Regions from separate parts of the Mus musculus genome. Here all the other regions are linked to region 5. A link is a contact called in public HiChIP or PLAC-seq and promoter capture Hi-C data. All regions are on one chromosome and are shown on one strand. Each heading gives the region's core, a stretch centred on a gene start, on an enhancer-like site or on the middle of the called end of the contact. The rest is flanking DNA. Distances are from core to core; before and after follow the strand shown.

What was found. HiChIP or PLAC-seq counts read pairs in DNA pulled down with a chosen protein or histone mark. Capture Hi-C pulls out chosen DNA fragments and counts their contacts.
Region 1: a contact with region 5 is called in an H3K4me3 HiChIP or PLAC-seq map of embryonic stem cells, with 17 read pairs. The contact joins the promoter of Ppan here to the promoter of Olfm2 in region 5. A contact is called at or near these places in 3 of 39 promoter capture datasets (embryonic stem cells, neural stem cells and stem cell-derived epiblast-like cells), 10 of 484 Hi-C or Micro-C datasets (adipose-derived mesenchymal stem cells, cortical neurons, embryonic fibroblasts and 3 more), 9 of 115 datasets of contacts at active chromatin or transcription factors (the NIH/3T3 cell line, astrocytes, embryonic stem cells and 4 more) and 2 of 9 other capture datasets (adipose tissue and embryonic stem cells).
Region 2: a promoter capture Hi-C map of liver shows a contact between it and region 5. The contact joins the promoter of Zfp266 here to the promoter of Olfm2 in region 5. A contact is called at or near these places in 5 of 39 promoter capture datasets (cranial neural crest, embryonic stem cells, hippocampal neurons and 2 more), 2 of 484 Hi-C or Micro-C datasets (embryonic stem cells and nephron progenitors), 6 of 115 datasets of contacts at active chromatin or transcription factors (double positive thymocytes, effector CD8 T cells, embryonic stem cells and 1 more) and 1 of 9 other capture datasets (liver).
Region 3: a contact with region 5 is called in a promoter capture Hi-C map of liver. The contact joins the promoter of Zfp426 here to the promoter of Olfm2 in region 5. A contact is called at or near these places in 4 of 39 promoter capture datasets (the 3T3-L1 cell line, the C10 cell line, embryonic stem cells and 1 more), 1 of 484 Hi-C or Micro-C datasets (liver), 6 of 115 datasets of contacts at active chromatin or transcription factors (acute myeloid leukemia, embryonic midbrain, embryonic stem cells and 2 more) and 2 of 9 other capture datasets (adipose tissue and liver).
Region 4: a contact with region 5 is called in an H3K4me3 HiChIP or PLAC-seq map of embryonic stem cells, with 20 read pairs. The contact joins the promoter of Shfl here to the promoter of Olfm2 in region 5. A contact is called at or near these places in 17 of 39 promoter capture datasets (the 3T3-L1 cell line, 3T3-L1-derived adipocytes, the C10 cell line and 10 more), 6 of 484 Hi-C or Micro-C datasets (B cells, the C2C12 cell line, embryonic fibroblasts and 2 more), 13 of 115 datasets of contacts at active chromatin or transcription factors (the NIH/3T3 cell line, SST interneurons, VIP interneurons and 7 more) and 3 of 9 other capture datasets (adipose tissue, embryonic stem cells and pancreatic islet).

What each region holds. Positions count from the first base shown.
Region 1 is chr9:20,886,382-20,889,480 of GRCm38.p6, forward strand. Ppan (peter pan homolog) reads left to right here and starts at 1,794. Exons shown (of 11, transcript NM_145610.2): 1 at 1,794-1,936; 2 at 2,026-2,196; 3 at 2,957-3,058. The coding sequence starts at 1,919.
Region 2 is chr9:20,519,563-20,523,070 of GRCm38.p6, forward strand. It overlaps Zfp266 (zinc finger protein 266), which reads right to left and starts at 1,857. Exons shown (of 9, transcript NM_001082485.1): 1 at 1,782-1,857; 2 at 1,458-1,557.
Region 3 is chr9:20,490,724-20,494,047 of GRCm38.p6, forward strand. It overlaps Zfp426 (zinc finger protein 426), which reads right to left and starts at 2,023. Exons shown (of 9, transcript NM_001110309.1): 1 at 1,975-2,023; 2 at 1,663-1,728.
Region 4 is chr9:20,867,259-20,870,411 of GRCm38.p6, forward strand. It overlaps Shfl (shiftless antiviral inhibitor of ribosomal frameshifting), which reads left to right and starts at 1,384. Exons shown (of 8, transcript NM_175687.2): 1 at 1,384-1,678; 2 at 2,072-2,195; 3 at 2,346-2,395. The coding sequence starts at 1,658.
Region 5 is chr9:20,725,256-20,728,834 of GRCm38.p6, forward strand. Olfm2 (olfactomedin 2) reads right to left here and starts at 1,748. Exons shown (of 6, transcript NM_001357635.1): 1 at 1,391-1,748. The coding sequence starts at 1,525. It overlaps Gm39299 (a long non-coding RNA gene), which reads left to right and starts at 2,394. Exons shown (of 4, transcript XR_003948292.1): 1 at 2,394-2,935.

The DNA.
Region 1 (3,099 bases), core at 544-3,043, 160 kb after region 5:
CAGTTACAATGTACTCATATACATAAAATAATTCTTTAAAAAAAAATAGGAAGCCAGATGGGGTGGGAAGGCAAAATAGGAGGTGCAGAGGGAGATCCTAAAAGGGACATAAGATGCTAAGCCTTGGGGTGAATGCTCTTCCCTTCACTGAAGGACTTTTGGGAAGAGCCCAAGGTTCTGCAATTGAGATGGGGGTGGGGGGTGGGGTTAAAGGGAGAGAGGAAGGTTTGAAAGATTCAGAGTGCTTGCCTTCCAGAGGAAGTTTCCACACTTCTGCCCATCTGCAGACAGGATTTTGGGGAGCAAAGATGGCCCTCAGGATCTGACAGACAACTGCGTGAGCCCCAAGTGTCAGGGACCACTGTGCCCAGGATCAGGACTGCATCTTTATTCACAGAAGGCAGGGTGCCAGGATACTTAGTTGGGGGTATGTTAAGGGCCTCAGAATAGAGGAATGGCTGTTAAGATACAACAGATGGGACTAGCAGAAGAATGAGCGAGAGAGAAGTGGGGGCAGGAACAAAGGAAGGAAATAGATGCAAGGAAGAAAGAGAAAATGAAGGAGTCAAACTAAAGATGAATGAAAAACATAAGGGAATCCAATACTGGTAAGCTGACGTCACTGGCCGATAAAATTGCCTGGAGAGCTAGCTCAGGGTTAAGAGCACTAGCTGCTCTTACAGAGGACCCAGGTTCAATCCCTAGCACCCACATGGCAACTCACAACCATCTGTAACTCCAGCTCCTTTTTCAGAAGTGACACACAAACATCTGTGCATGCAAAATACCCATGAGCATAACACAATTATATTTTAAAACATTTTAGAGGTCTGGCAAGATGACTTAGTTGAGTAGAGACACCTACCACCAAGTCTGAGGATCTGAACTCCATCTCCAGGCCTCATATGGCAAAAGGAAAGAACCAACTCTTTTTTTAAAGAGTTATTTATTATATGTAAGTACACTGTAACTGTCTTCAGAAACACCGGAAGAGGGCGTCAGAACTCATTATGGTTGGGAGCCACCTTGGGGTTGCTGGGATTTGAGCTCAGGGCTTTCGGAAGAGCAGTCAGTGCTCTTAACCGTTGAACCATCTCTTCAGCCTGAGAACCAACTCTTAAAAATGACCCTCTGATCTCCTCATATGCACCACCACAGATTGGCCTAGTCGGCCATCACTGGAAAGAGAGGCCCATTGGACACGCAAACTGTATATGCCCCAGTACAGGGGAACGCCAGGGCCAAAAAAAAAAAAAAAATGGGAATGGGTGGGTAGGGAAGTGGGGGGGAGGGTATGGGGGACTTTTGGGATAGCATTGGAAATGTAACTGAGGAAAATATGTAATAAAAAATATTTAAAAATAAATAAATAAATACAATCTATTTGGAGAGGGGGTGGACATGGTGGTACAAGTCTTTAGTTCCTGTCCTTGGAAGATACGGGCCCACGGATCTGTGTGAGTTTAGTCAGCCAGGAAGGGTGGCACATGCCTCTAATCCCAGCGCTCAGTGTACGCACGCGGATCTCTGTTAGTTGCAGGCCAGCGTGGGCTGCGTGAGATCCTGTTTCAGAATAAAAAACTGAAAGGCCAAACAAAGGGGGCAGTACGCTTGCCGAAACGTTCAGGATAGGGACTCGAACCCTCAAATAATTGTGAGGCCCCTCTCTTTTGTGCAAAAAGGACCACGGCATCTTTATAAAGACCCCTGGAAAGGATTCTCGGTCCTTTAAGCCGTCCGGAGCCAAGGACCGTTGGATGACGTCACTGGCCGGCACGCAGGAAGTGGGAAGAGTTACGAGCCGCGTGGCACCGGAAGTTGGCCACGTAAAGTCCGTCCTCTTTGCGTCTCCTGCACGGAAGTGAGCGGTGTGCGCCGGAAGCGAATACAGAGGCTGCCTCGTGGGGAAGCAGGCAGCATGGGGCAGTCCGGGCGGGTGAGGCGCGGCGGCCTGGGCGGGCATGGGGCACTGGTGGGGTCGCGGCCGAAGCTTGGGCGCTCACCGCCTGCCTGTCGTCCCCGCAGTCCCGACATCAGAAGCGCAATCGCGCCCAGGCGCAGCTCCGCAACCTCGAGTCCTACGCTGCACAGCCGCACTCGTTCGTGTTCACGCGAGGCCGAGCGGGTCGCAATGTCCGGCAGCTCAGCCTGGATGTGCGGCGGGTCATGGAACCTCTCACCGCTACCCGCCTGCAGGTCTGTATCCCTCAGCCCTTCAGCTCCAGGTTCGGGGCTCGGCATCTTGGCGAGGACTTGGGGCCAGAAGCTGAGCGCCTGCCTTCCATGTGGGAGGGCTTGGCTGAATCCCCAGCACCTCTGACCCAGGCTTAATGGTGTGCAGGCGAAATCGGGAATAGAATCGAGGGGGAAGATCACCATAGAGACCATCTGTGGTTACATAGTGAGGTCTTGTGTAAAAAACGGAAAGTCATACTTTGGGGGCAATCGCTAGGTGACTCAGTGGGAAAGGGGGCTTGCTGTTAAACTGTAGTTCAATTCCTGTGCCCCACGTAGTGGAGGGGGTGAAACAGCTCCTGAAGTCCTCTGACCTCCATCTTTGCGTCCCTCCCAACAGGCTTGTAAAAAATACTTTTTAAAGAGTATTTTTGAGTGCTGGGGCAATAGTTTAGGGGTACAGGTAAAACCCCAATACCTCCAGAAAGGAGTGTGTGGTCAGAAATACCATCTCAGAATAATCGTTTAAACGTCTTCTCTCAATGTTTGTGTCCGTTTCTTTTTTTTTTTTTTAAAGATTTATTTATTTATTATATGTAAGTACACTGTAGCTGTCTTCAGACACTCCAGAAGAGGGTCTCAGGTCTCATTACAGATGGTTGTGAGCCACCATGTGGTTGCTGGGATTTGAACTCTGGACCTTCGGAAGAACAGTCGGGTGCTCTTACCCACTGAGCCATCTCACCAGCCCCTTGTGTCCGTTTCTTTCTCCATTTATCAGGTTCGAAAGAAGAACTCCCTGAAGGACTGTGTGGCAGTGGCTGGCCCCCTGGGGGTCACACACTTCCTTATTTTGACCAAAACAGATAACAGTGTATACTTGGTGAGTGCGCGCCACACCGTCCCTTTCCCTCCCTGAGCCCC
Region 2 (3,508 bases), core at 607-3,106, 210 kb before region 5:
CTCTCTCTCTCTCACACACACACACACACACCTTACCTTTGTGTACTCTCATATAACAAAGGTGTATTAACTCAAAAACTCAGTAGACTGTATGAACTTCCAAAGCTCTCATCAATTGGTAATACAGTTATTCAGGACTGTAAGAACAGGCTTAAGCTAGATTTTTGTCACTACCTCCCTTCACTGGTGTGCTGAAGCTGAAACCCAGGGCCTCACACATTCTAGGCAAGAGCTATATACCACTTCACTCAGAAATCCAAGCATCAGTTAGTCTACAGTGAAAAAAAATCAAAAATGGAGAAAAAAATTTAAATGGAGAAAAATGCCAACAGAAACAAACCATCGAAATGCGAAAATGCATACCTCCTTAAAAAGTTACTATAACAAACAACATGACCTACCCTAGGTTCAAAGATCCTAAAAAGGTATCTGAAAATTTCAATATAAGAACCTTAAAATGGGGGTTGAAGACTTAGTTAAAAGTACATACGGCTCTTCCAGAACCAGAGATCTGGTTCCCAGCACCACACCGGCACCGCACCAGGTGGCTCACAACCTCCTGTAACGCAGCTGTAGGGAGCCAAGGCCCTTTGTGACATCCAGGGGCACTGCACTCAAGGCAGAAACCCACACCCCACACATAAACAGATAACAACTTAAAATAGATTAAATAACAGCAAAAATGCCTTAAAGAGGTCTTGGTTTATAGCTCAGTAAGAGAGCTTACTAAACATGCACAAAGCCCTAGATTCAATTCCCACTATTAGAAAAACAAAGAAACTTTGAAAAGATCTTAGATGCAAAAACACCCAAAAACTTATAACAATGAAGAATTCTGATTTCACACAAAGAAGATATTAGATAATATTAATTTTTTATTATCTTGGCTGAAAGATCAGTATTTACGGTCTTACTGGGTCAGTATCTTCTTTTTTTTTTTTTTTAGAAAATGTATTACCCCGTTATGTAAAAAAATCATGCCTGAAATTCCCAACCTATTCTCAAATAGTTCAACATAAACTGTATTTTAATTTTCCTTGAAAAACCAACCAGTTTAATCAGTACTAACCTAACAAAGCCTCCATTTTTTAAAGTCTGCAAGGAGGCACAGGCCTACAACATTCAGACAATAGCTAACTATTTGGGCTAGGGTGTAGCTCAGCAGGAGAGTGCTTAGCATCATGAGGCTCTGAGTTGCGGCCCCAGCATCAAATCAAGAGTAACTTGTTATCCTTACTTTTCTTCAACACAAAGACCCGGGTCTTTGTACGTTTATATTTATATACAGATAAATGCACTCTGCGAAAGTCTACAACGAAGTTGCCTTTTTAAAAAAATCAGAATGCAATGTGTCTCAGGTAAACATAGGTCCCACGAAAGCGAAATAATCGGATAAAGCATTCCTTTCCATACACACACAAAAAGAAAAACAAGAGGAAAAGGCTGCCCTCACCCACCTTTCAGCCAAAGCTCGGCTCCCCCAAACAGAATCGCCCGGTCCAAGAATGGAAAATGCAGCGTCTCAATGTGATACCAATGGCGAAAAGTCTATTCTTTCTGGGGAGGAAAATAATTCCACGAAGGTTACTTTACACCGGCTTTAGAAGAAAGGTGGGTGCAAACAGCTCAGGGCTGAGTCGGGATGCGCACTCGGGCCGCGGCACCCGGGAAGGCTGCAGAGCCCGGGAAGCCGCGGGACCCCGCGAGCAGAGCTCGGCCCGCCTCCCCGCACAGGCCTACCGAGTCCTCGCCCTCCCCGCGCCGCCCCCGCAGCTCCTCACCGAATCCTCACCGAGCGCTGCGTGGAGAGCCCTCGGACAAACGCCGAGAAGGACTCAGAGCTCGGAGAAAAGGGGGGGCTGGCCGTGACGTCACTTCCATTTCCGGCTCGGAGTTCTCAGCCACGTTGGAGCTCTCCAAGCTGGAGAGAAAAACTTGTTTGTTCCAGCGTCCCGACAGTTGCACCCTTTTTCGGGTGGGTTCATAAGGGGCGTTGAGACAGGAAAAGAGCCGAGAGGTCGAGATCAGAAGCGAGACCTTGAAGGGGGAGCAGTGCGGGGGCGGGGCGAGAGGCGGGACCAGGCCGGGGTGCGCCTCGGTTGATGGCGGACCGGTGGGGCGAGGATGGGTGTGGGGACGCCCCGGTGGAGATGCTGCTGACAAAAGCTTTTCTCTCCCGCCTCTCCCTCACGCTCGCGATGCCCTTAGCCATGTTGCACAATCTGCCAACCCAGGAAAAATGATCCGTTTGGTCCATTCAGTTAGTGCTGTCTCCAGACACCTTTATGTCGACCTGTCTTTGTGTGTCTCTGGACTCTGCTAACACCTCAGTCCTTGATTCCATCACGTTTTCACCACCCAGGGCTGTTAGTAGAGCCCGGACTAGCATCACGAAGCCCTGGGATCCATCGCCAGTACCGTAGATGGTACTAGTGGTGCTTGGGAGAAGAAGACAAAGTTCAAGGCCATCCTTGGCTACATAGTAAATTCAAGGCCAGTCTGTCTGGGATACATGAAACCCTGTATCCAAAATGCTTAGTTCCTAACATCTTTTCCTGATTTTTCGTGATAATGGGGTGTGTGTATGTGTGTGCATGGTTTAACAGAGTAAGCAGGCATGTACATGGCAATGTATGGAGGTCAGGGGACAACTTTCAGGCGTCCGTTATCACCATGGGTTTCAGCAATGGAAGTCAGCTTCTCTTTCACCCACTGAGCCAGCTTTTTGGCCCAAACGACTTAATTTTTAGAGACAGTTTAACAGCTTGGGTGTTTTCTATTTTTGGAATAATTCAGAGTAAAACTAGGTCAGGCATAGTGATATGCACCTTTAACAGCCCTCAGGAGGCAAACACAAGTGGATCTCTGTGAGTTCAAGGCCAGAAAGAGTTATAAACTACTTCATAGTTTCACATGGATCCTATATGGATACTAGCTTTGTGTGTGTGTGTGTGTGTGTGTGTGTGTGTGTGTGTGTGTGTGTCTCATATGGCTGTGACTGTGAATATAAGACATGAACCTAGAAAGGGGACCATGAATGGGAGATCAAAAGATGTTTTAAAGAAATGGAGAAGTTGGTCTGGAGAGATTGCTCAGTGGTTAAGAACCTTTGTTGCTCTTCCAAAGGACCCTGGTTCAGTTCCCAGTACGCATATGGCAGCCTACAAGTGTCTGTAACTCCTTTTCCAGTATACCTGATACCTCTTTTGTTCTCCATGGACATGAGACAAGCATGCAATGCCCAGACATACATGCAGGAAAAGCACCCATACATCAATAATAATAATAAATAGAAATAAAGGCATTAAATTGGGAGGAAGAGAAGGGTACATTTTGGGGAGGTGGGAACTGTGGAAGGAAATGACAGTCAACCAAAACAAGGTATGAATAGAAATGCCTAATGAAACCTTGTTGCTCTGCTGACTAAAAAACAGGCAAGGGGCCAGGCGTGGTGGCACACGCCTTTAATCCCAGCACTTGGGAGGCAGAGGCAGGCGGATTTCTGAGT
Region 3 (3,324 bases), core at 773-3,272, 230 kb before region 5:
GGAGAATTCTGAATGTTTATAGATCAGATATCACATGCATCATTTTATGTATGTATGTATGTATGTATTTTTGTGGTGCTGGGAATTGAACTGGGGCTTCATACATGGTAGGCAAGTATTCTATTCCTGAGCTATATCCTCAGCCAGTTCTTGATTTCCTTCTTTTCTTTTGTAAAGACAAGATCATGTGGTTCAGGCTGGCCTACAACCTACTATGTGACCGAGGCTGACCCTGAACTCCTAATGCTCCAGCTTCTATCCGCAGAGAGCTGGGATCAAAATCAAGTGAGCTACTGCACTCAGTTTATGTGGTACTAGGAACTGAACCTAGGGGTCTGTGGATAACACACAAACACTCTATCAACTGAGCTGAATACCCAAATAACTCTATTCTTTAATTTTCTTGATTGAATCTAATAATATTTTGCTTTCAGTAAGACAATGTCCTAATCTAGGTGGTACATTACCAAGTATTTAACAGTCAAGTGTTGTATCTATTATTGTTTATTCGGAGATAGGGGTATAACTATGCAGACTGGACTGGCCTGAAACTATGTAACTATCCTGGCATAGAAATCATGTTCTGGGGCTGGAGAGATGGCTCAGTGGTTAAGAGCACTGGCTGCTTTTCCAGAGGTCCTGAGTTCATATCCCAGCAACCACATGGTGGCTCACAACCATCTACAATGAGATCTGATGCCCTCTTCTGGTGTGTCTGAAGACAGTGACAGTGTGGTCACATATATAAAATAAATAAATCTAAAAAAAGAAAGAAAGAAAAGAAAAGAAATCATGTTCCTATTGCTCCAACTCCTGAGATCACTGCTATGTGCTACCATGTTGCCCTTTATTTTCAGTTTACATCTTAGCAAACAAGTCACCATACAATATATCTTGCTGGGGAAAGAGTAGACACGGACTGCTGCAAGAGGTGACTGCAGCATAACAGATACTGGACCATCAAATATGCTAGTACGTCTAAGTTTTTTTTAAAAAGAGAAATGGGGGGGGGGGGATTGTTGGGGAGAGAACACTAATTTATCAATCTTCTTAATAGTTAATTCTATGATTTTTAATAATCTAGCTTTCCACATTTCTTCTGTGAGCTCCAAGCAGTTTAGTGATGAACAGATCTAAGAACGAAGAGAAAAGTATGTGTATCACGCACAAGGCCCTGAATGGACCACTAGCACAGAGAGATAAAGGGATGAGGAAACAAACACAGGCCTAGGAACTTTGGAGGTGGAAAAAAGCTCACTATTATTGTTTGTTAGGTTTTTGCTTGTTTGTTTTTTAATAAATACAGTATTTCACCACGTAGCACTGGTTGGCCTGGAACTCATTTTGTACACCAGACTAGCCAAGAACTCACAGAAATCCTTTTGCCACCTGTGTGCCGTGAGTAAAGGCTTGCCCGCTAGGTTTTTATGAATGGGCTGGAGGTCTACCAATGTTTATATTCTCTCAAGAAAGACGTACATTCGAAGTAACTAAGAAATTTGTCTCTGTATCTGAAACTAATGGTCAAAATAAAACACGCACTCACTAAATAAAGTACAATCTAACAATATGAATTAAGTTCTCACCCCGACATTCGTCTCTAATATTTTTTTAAAAGGGAATACGGCTTTTTCCAAAAGCGACCTTTCACTGAGTGCTCACCAGAGGCGCTGAAATCGCAAGGTGTATGGCGCTGATCACTCCAACTACTCCGGCAAAATTTCATTTCTGAGGAGAAAAATAAAAGAGCCTTTCGCACAGAATTTGCTTGGGCGGCTTTTGAAGAGCAGCATCGTAGCCGCAGCCATCGCCAGGCCCGCCCTCTGGGCACTTCCCCAGCCTGGCGACTGACAGCCAGAGAGGACTCAGGCTTGGCCGCGCCCGGAGGCGCCGTGGCAAGCGGAGCAGAGCTCTGCACTCTCGTTCTCTATCTCCCCCTCCGCCTCCAGGTAGTCCTTGTACCGCAGAACTCACGAATGCCAGGCAACTCCGCAACTCTTCAGTGCAGATAAGAGCCGGAAGAGACGGGCGCGGGCATGACGTCACTTCCGCTCGCGCTCGGTCTGCTGCAGAGCCAGGCCCGGGAGTCTACCTCGGTTGAATTCCTGTCAGATTTCTAGTTTCTCCGCAGTGTCAGGGCGGAGGGGCTGTAAGGGCTTCACCGCGGGAGCTGGAGGCCGACGCTGGTCTCCAGGACAAGACAGAATTAGAATCCAGGCTGTGAGCCGGGCAACGGTGGTGCCAGGACCAGTAAGTCCTTTAACCACAGGGTTTCTTGTGGGTACCCAGCGTCCGCTCAGGAAATTTTTTTGCCTGCCATCGCTGCATTCTTAGAACCCTTGCTTTCTAGTGCACCCTAGTCCAGTAGGAAACAGAAGGCAGTCTCGCTTCCGTAATCATCTAGACCTCTCAAGATGTTGAAATTGTATTTCGTAGGCTGCGACCATAAAGGGTGCTTCAACAGATTTACCCTACCTAAGCCCATTCCACCAGCCTCAGGAGCCCAATGGAAATAACTGGGTTTCTGACTGAGAATCCTGAAGTAGTTACTGGGTGGGTCTTGAACTCGTCTTAACCGCGTATCTGCATCTTTCCCAGCAACTGTTTTCCCAAGTCCCCGGTTCTATTGAATGCCCTAAGCAAACAGTAAGCTCAAATCCGGGTTTTTGTCATCTCAAGTCACAGGAAAAATGCCCAGTCACTCAGATTCGACACTCCTGGTTACTGATGGTCCCTAATAACATGAATGAAGAGCCAGTTTAACCACGCAACAGTTGAGAGGCTGAAAACTGTAATGTTACTAGGCTGAATTCTGCTGACATCTGTTGGTCAATGCGAGTCAAAGAGAAATGAAGCTATAATCACTTTCTGACGAAAGTAAAAGCATTTATGGCCCTGATCTATTACAGGATGCAAGATCAGTTTGTCAAGAGACCCATTTACCCTCTCTGCCATGAACTTGCTCAACCAGGGGCTTGCGTTGCTTCAGAAACAATATGCCAGTATGACTTCTCAGTGAAAAGGCAGACTTTCTTACTGCACACTTAGAGCTCAAGGAAAAGCTCTTTACTAAAGCACATGGCCAAATATGAGTTGACCTCAAATGTAATTATATATACCTTAGAGTTAGGCATTTTACACACACTCATCCTTAAAACCTCTAGGTCCCAGCCCCTGATTAGACTTTGAACAATTTAAGAGACAGGAGACTACAAGTCTAGCCACTTGGTCAGATGGGTTATTTACACAAAAATATTGCCAAGATTATTTAAGTACACCAGTGTTGTTCTTTTCAAATAGATCTGACCCAGGGTCATGTTGCCC
Region 4 (3,153 bases), core at 134-2,633, 140 kb after region 5:
GCTGCATTTTCTTTATCCATTCACCTATTAATGGACATCGCGTGAACAATACAGCAATGCACACAGGCGCAAGTATCCGGCACTCATTAACAAGCTGGTTTCCTTTCCTACAGGCATTTTCCCCAATAGTTGACAGATCTTATGCTCATTGTATTCTGTGAGGAACTTCTATCCCACTTTCCATAACAGCTATAGTATTTCAATATAACTTATTGATGACTATCCATTTGGAGGTGTTCCTTTCAGGCTTGCGTAGAGACCAGGGCCCGATGCTCACATGATTCTCGGCTTTAGATTTACAATGTGGATTCCTTGGAGCCAGAAGTCTACAAGGGTGTAAGGGGCCAGGAGTTGGCTTTTCTTCACATTTTTACTCTGCTTCCAACCAGCATGACACTTCAAAGGTCACCTGGTGACTGATGCAATATCTATGTCCCACATTGTGCTAAGTGACATTAATCCCCCTGGAAAACCAAACACGGTGGCTCACAGCTGTAATCTCAGTGCTACAGAGCGAAGGCTGGAGGACCACCATACCATACGTTTAAGGACAGCCACGGCTATACAATGAGACCCCCAGCATTCAGAAGGTGGAAGCAGGAGGATGGTGAGTTCAAAGTCATCCTCAGCTACATAGAAAGTTCCAGAGTAACCTGGACCATAAGGGCCACCATTGAAACTATGGGGCCTGGGAAAGAGGCTGAAGGGGAGGGTAGATCAGTTTCCATTTCCCCCTCTCTGGCTTTGGTCTCCGGTTCACTGTTAAACCACCTTATCTGCACCTGTGGCATCCACCTTTGGTGGTGGTGGGAGCCAGATCACCCAGCAAAGATTTCTGTGCTCCTGGATCATAGTGAGACCCAAGCTCTGTACCGAAAGGGGCAAGGCAGAGGTTCACTGGGAAGAAGGTATTTAAACGGGGTGAAAAAGCCCAGGCCTCTTAGATTCTGGGGCCCATTCTCTGGAGAAGTCTGTAAAACTTGCTAAAAAAAAAATAATAAAAAAAATAAAAAATCTTTCATTTCATTTTGTCCTAGGATGTTCCCCTCCCCCCCCCCCTTTTTCTTTTTTTCTTTTTTGAAACTGGGTCACACATAGTCTAGGACATCCTTGAACTCCTGATCTTTTTGCATCCACCTTCCAACTGCTGGAGTGACAGGTGTGTGTCACCATGCCTATCTTGCATGCCCATTTTACAGAGGAGGAAACTGAGGCTGAGAGTGTGGGAATTAGAGAGAGAAGCCGTGGGAGTTAGAACTGCTGAGCATAGCAAAACGCCACGGTGGTCCGAAGACGCTTCGGGTTCTGCATAGGAGGAGCAGCGAGGGAGCACCGAACTGTGGTGCGGCTCCGCCCCCAAGGGGGACGTGAAGACGCGGACCCCGCGCAGCGTGGGGACATGTGACCGACTGCAGAGGCCGCGCTGCTGCGCAGGACGCGGTGAGGCGCGCTCGGAGGCCCGGGAGCACCACCCGGGAGCACTACAGGGCGCGTGAGCAGACGCGTGGCCGCAAGGCCTGCGCGGGGTCTCCTCAGGGTCCCCAGCTTTACGTAGAAACGAAACTGAAAGAGGGGCCCGAGGGAGGCGGAGCTGCGGCGACGCCACCCAGGCTTGCGAGGCCCGGACCCAGGCGCAGCCAGGTGTGCTCCGGCCACCATGGCTCAGGATGGCGTGGAGGTAGGACAGCCGCGCCACCGGCGGCGCGGAAAGGGCTCCCGGGAACACCCCTGCCCCCTGGGCTGTTTCCCTCCTCTATCCCTGGGCACAGTGGGGCTGTAGGGTCAGAGGTCAGAAGGAAAGGGGGTAACCTGGCCTGCATCCCGCCACACACACACACACACACACACACACCGCCAGACCCCAAATTCGCACCGGGGAGGCTGGGACGCGCCGCAGTCTCCACCATCCCCCAATGCCTGGAGAACTTCGGATTTTTCCAGGAAATGGCTTAAAGGGGGGGGGGGATGGGGATGCGGAGGCCAGAAGCCAGGGTCAAGTTCAGGAGAATGAAGGTGCGGGGGCTGCTCCCCGTCGCCGGCGACATCAGAGCTTATCCCCCCTCTATCCTAGTTGGAGAAGAGCGTCAGGCGCCTCCGGGAGAAGTTTCATGGGAAAGTGTCCCCCAAGAAGGCAGGGGCTCTTATGAGGAAGTTTGGCAGCGACCACACCGGAGTTGGGCGCTCTATCGTGTATGGTGAGTCAGCCCTGGTGGGGGGGACACTGAGTGGGTGTGGTTTCAGAATTGCTGTAGCGCTTTAGCGACCCTGGCTCCGTTTAACCGGAGGCTCTCCACCGCCTGGAACTCCTACACCCTTCAAGAGCCCCTCCCATGTTCTCCCACTAGGTGTCAAGCAGAAAGACGGACAGGAGCTGAGCAACGACCTGGACGCTCAGGTAACCTCCCCCTGTCCCCAAAGGAAGGGGGATTCCCATTCTCTTGTCAGAAGGAACAATCAGTGAGTGCTCCCCTTACCATCTAGGGTCCTTTCCTTTCTCAAGCAGCCTTCAAACAGTAGGTGCTCATTACATGCTGATTACCTCAAATGGAAGAGACAGGACAGTAGGATAAGGAGACTGAATGTCGAAGAAAACTCAAGGCAACCCTTTCTTGCATAAGAAGAAAGTCTGAGCTGGGCAGATCCTGGGAAGAAAGACGCCTGGACAGGAGGGATGAAGGAATCAAGGCAATATGGTTGTTTTGCTCCTCGGCTTCTGTTTGCTTGAAAGACATAGCAGAGTTTTTGTTTTGTGTAAGACAGAGTCTTTACATAGCTCAGCCCTGGACTTCCCTGAAATTCACTAGATAGGCCAGGCTGGCTTTGAACTCACAGAGATCCACTTGCCTCTGCTTACCAAGAGCAGGGGATCAAGGCGTGTACCACCTTGCTGGGCATCTAAAAGAATCCTACCAATGATATTCTTTTGCTTTAGGTCTATAAACAATATGATAAGATAATAATAATAATAGCAGGAAGTCGCCTTCATGGAGAGCACGAGTGAGGCAGATCTCCAGGCCTTGGTTCATGTCCTACCCCTCCTCAGGGTCCCAGGAGGCAATCCAATTGCACAGGAACCCAGCCCGGGGACACGACACTCACCAGGTTCCAGAGACCAGCAGTTGACTTCAGGGAATCAGACTCTAGCCACTTGGA
Region 5 (3,579 bases), core at 498-2,997:
CACAGTCAGACATATGTCCATCCAAAAACAATCACACAGGGACACACCCACACTGGGAGAATATACCTACACCCTTATGTCAGAGACACACTAAAGTTTCTCTTCACCGCCCACCCCAAACCCCCAAACCACAGGCTCAGACAGACACAACAAGACATACCTAAACAATGACACTTGATGTCACAGACACACAAAAAGACACCATATTTCAAAGAACTGCAAGTCTGAGGAGCTGGTCTGAAAGCTTGCTGTTTGTGTCAAGTGCCATATGTCCCCTGGCCCCAGGGCTGGGCCCTGCCCTGGACTCAAAGAGCTGCTGCCCCCACCCCTTCACACTCCACAGCTGTAGCTTTTGAGAGCAAAGTCTTTTTTTGGCCAGGAGGAGAGGGGTTATTCTGGATGCATAAGGGTCTGTCCAGATTGTAACAATATGAAAGGGGAATAGTGAGGGAGTCAGATGGATGGAATTGAGGGGAGTCGCACAAACAGACTGAAGATCAGAGGGGCTTCCATAGGGACAGGAACAGGGCATGAGGGAAGTTTTCAATAGAAGAGCATCTTTCTTTCCCTGTCAACAAGACAGAGCCACCATGATTAAAAAGACTGAGTGTGTCCCTCTCCATCCCTGTGAACTACCAGCAGGGGAGAGAAGGGGGATGATAGAACAGAATGGGGGGCTGAGGAGCTTCTGTCTAGGTTCGAGCCTGCGCGCACCCTCCCCCCATCTCCAAAGGTGAGGAGTTAGGGAGATCAATAGTCAGTACTCCAGGAGACAAATCCTGGGAACGAAGACGCTGGTACCAGGTGCAGGGGAAAGAGAGAGCCAGGCAGAAAAAGAAAAAGAAAAAAGACACACTAAGTCAGAAAGAAAGACGGAAATAGAAGGGAGGGGGGAGAGACGCAGGGAAGGGGAGGGAGAACAGTACTCAGTGACACTTAGACAGAGTCCCACAGGCTGAAGACATATGGAGACTTCGAGATGTCCCCTAATCACTCCAACATAGAAGAACACCCTCTTGGCTCCCCCAAACCGCCCAGCTCCGCCCCACTCTGCCGGGATCTGGTTCAATTCCGCAGCCCTGCCGCCTCCGCCTGGGGCTGGAGCCAGCTTGGTACCCCAGTGGCACTAGCAGGTCCCCTCAGAGAGGACTCTAGCCCAGCAAATGCAATCATCAAACCCAGAGCTATGCCGGGCGCGGGGCTCCCTTGTGCCTCGGGGTCCAGCCCGGGACCCCCAAGAGACCACGTCCCCTCGAGATGACATTCCCGCCTGAACCCGAGATTCTGTCACTTTGGGGCTGTGAGGGTCCCTTTCCCAGGAGCTGCCGTGGGGTCTGCGGGCACCACGCCCCCCCAAGCCGGAGCGCCCCCCAGCCGGCTGGCCACTCACGATTTTCTCCGAAGAGCCCGCACGGGACACGGTGCTGTTGAGTCCCACGAGCGAGGGCAGCGTCTGCGACATCCAGTTAGTGACCATGGCCATGGTGCTCAGCACCGCCCCGATCTTGAGCAGCGGCACCGACATCGCGCCCCTCGCCTCATGCCCCGCGCCACCACCCCAAAAAAGCAGGTGTTCAGTCCCTTTTGCTCGGCACTCAAGCTGTCGCTTACCCACCCCAGTGGGGTGGAGGGGTGGGGGATCCCGATGGCGAGATGACCAGGTCCAAGGGGGCGGTGGCCGGTGGGATGGGGTGACACTGGGGACGCGCTCGGCTGCGGCTCCGCGCGCCTCGCGGGCTCAGCTTTATAAGGCGCCGGCTCGGCCACCCCCTCCCGCGCCACCGCCGGGCACTTCCAGCCGCCGTGACGTCACGGCTCCGGCCCTAGAGCCAGCAGGGCTGGGGGGAGAATGGGAGTGCACCCACTCCGACCCCCACTTCCCCGCAGAGCCTCTGGCGGACCTTCTCCCACCTGCAGAAGTGGGGACATCCCCTGCCAGCAACACCCTCGCCACCTCCCCCCATCCCCGCCGCCGCGGCATCCCCGGCCCCGCCCCCCCAGCCAAATCCTCCATCCTCGCTCGAGTCCCCTCGGTAGCTTAGTGGTGATCCCAGGGCTCCCCAGCACGCAACACCCCCTCTCCAAAACCCCTACGTTTCAGGGCGAAAAAATCCAGCCCACACCTTCCACCCAAAACTGACAGGGGGTGGAGGTCGGGTGTCTCCACCCACCTGATCGGTCGGGTGCAGAGCCCGGTCCCGAGCCCGCAACGCACAGAGAGCAGTGCGGGACGGACTTCGGTGCTCTCCCGAGCTCCGAGACTCTTTTCTCCTGGCTTTCCTGGTCCCCAGATCATTCTGAAGGGGATCCCTCTGTGGATTCCAGACCAGGAAAGCCCAGGGTGGCCGGTACAGACTCTGGAGTGTGGGTGACCTGGGAAGCGAGATGCTTTCCCCTGCGCATCCGAGGGCGGCGGTGCCACCCGGGACTGTCGTGAACCCAGACAGTTCTTTTTGCAGACAGGTCCCAACGCACGGTTTGACTCACAACTTGAACTTGGGGTGGGAGGCGGGGAACTAAGACCTCGGGTCTCCTCCAGCCCCCAGGGACCTGCACTGGGCTGGTGCCCTGGTGAGGGAGGCTGGAAAACGCAGCAGGCGGCAGGGCCGGGCGAGGAGCACCCGCGCGGTCGCCTCTCTTCGGTTTCGCACTCTCGCCCCCTCCTGGCGTCCCCGCATCACCTCCCGCCGCCGCCGCCGCCGCCGTCGCCCTCGGCCGGCGGCCGCCGCCGTCTGGAGGCGGCGATGACTCAGGCCTTTACCTCGCTGGCCGCTTACGGAGCCGGAAGCTCCCAACCTCGAAGTGCTGGGGGTCCTGAACTGTCTGAACTCCACTGAGAAGCAGGTTCAGCCCCTACCTGACCTCCAGCAATAGTTGTTCCGGTCTGTCTCAGTTTCCTCATCTGTAAAGTGGTTCTGGGGGCCTGATGGGTCAGGTATGTGTAAGAAGCCAGAGGTAGCCTGCCGCTCAACTCAAGAACACCGCGTTATGGAGACAGACAGGACTTGAGGAAGGGCTGGGGAGGTCTGGGGGTGGGGGGAAGCAATGGCTGAGTGTGTAAAAGTGCTTACCACAGAGCCTGGTAACCTGAGCTGGATCTCTGAAGAGGAAAGTGTCCCCCAAAGTGTCCTCTGACCTCCACTTGAAGGCTGTGGCCATACGGCCACCCATCCCACCACGTTAGCACTTTAAATAAGTGTAAAAAGAAATTTGAGTGACATAGGAAACAAAAGAAGGAAAGTACAAATAGGTATCAGAAGGGGGTGGGTGGAGACTAAGGAAGAGTAGATTGTGCAAGACCTGTGTGCCTGAGTGAGGAGGCCAGAGGTATACATGGACTGTCTTCCTCGGTGCCCCTCTCTGCCTTGTTTTATTAGTTAATTGATTTTATTTAGTCTTTTTAGTAAGTTAGTTTTGAGACACAGTCTCTCTGTGTAGCTCTGGCTCAGACTAAAGGCATGGGCTACCAAACCCGCCTGCACCTAAATTTTTGACAAGGTCTCTCACTGTACTTGGGGCTCCCTGATTTGGCTAAGCTGGTCAGACCGGCCCCAGAGAGCCTGTCTCAGCCTCCCCTGA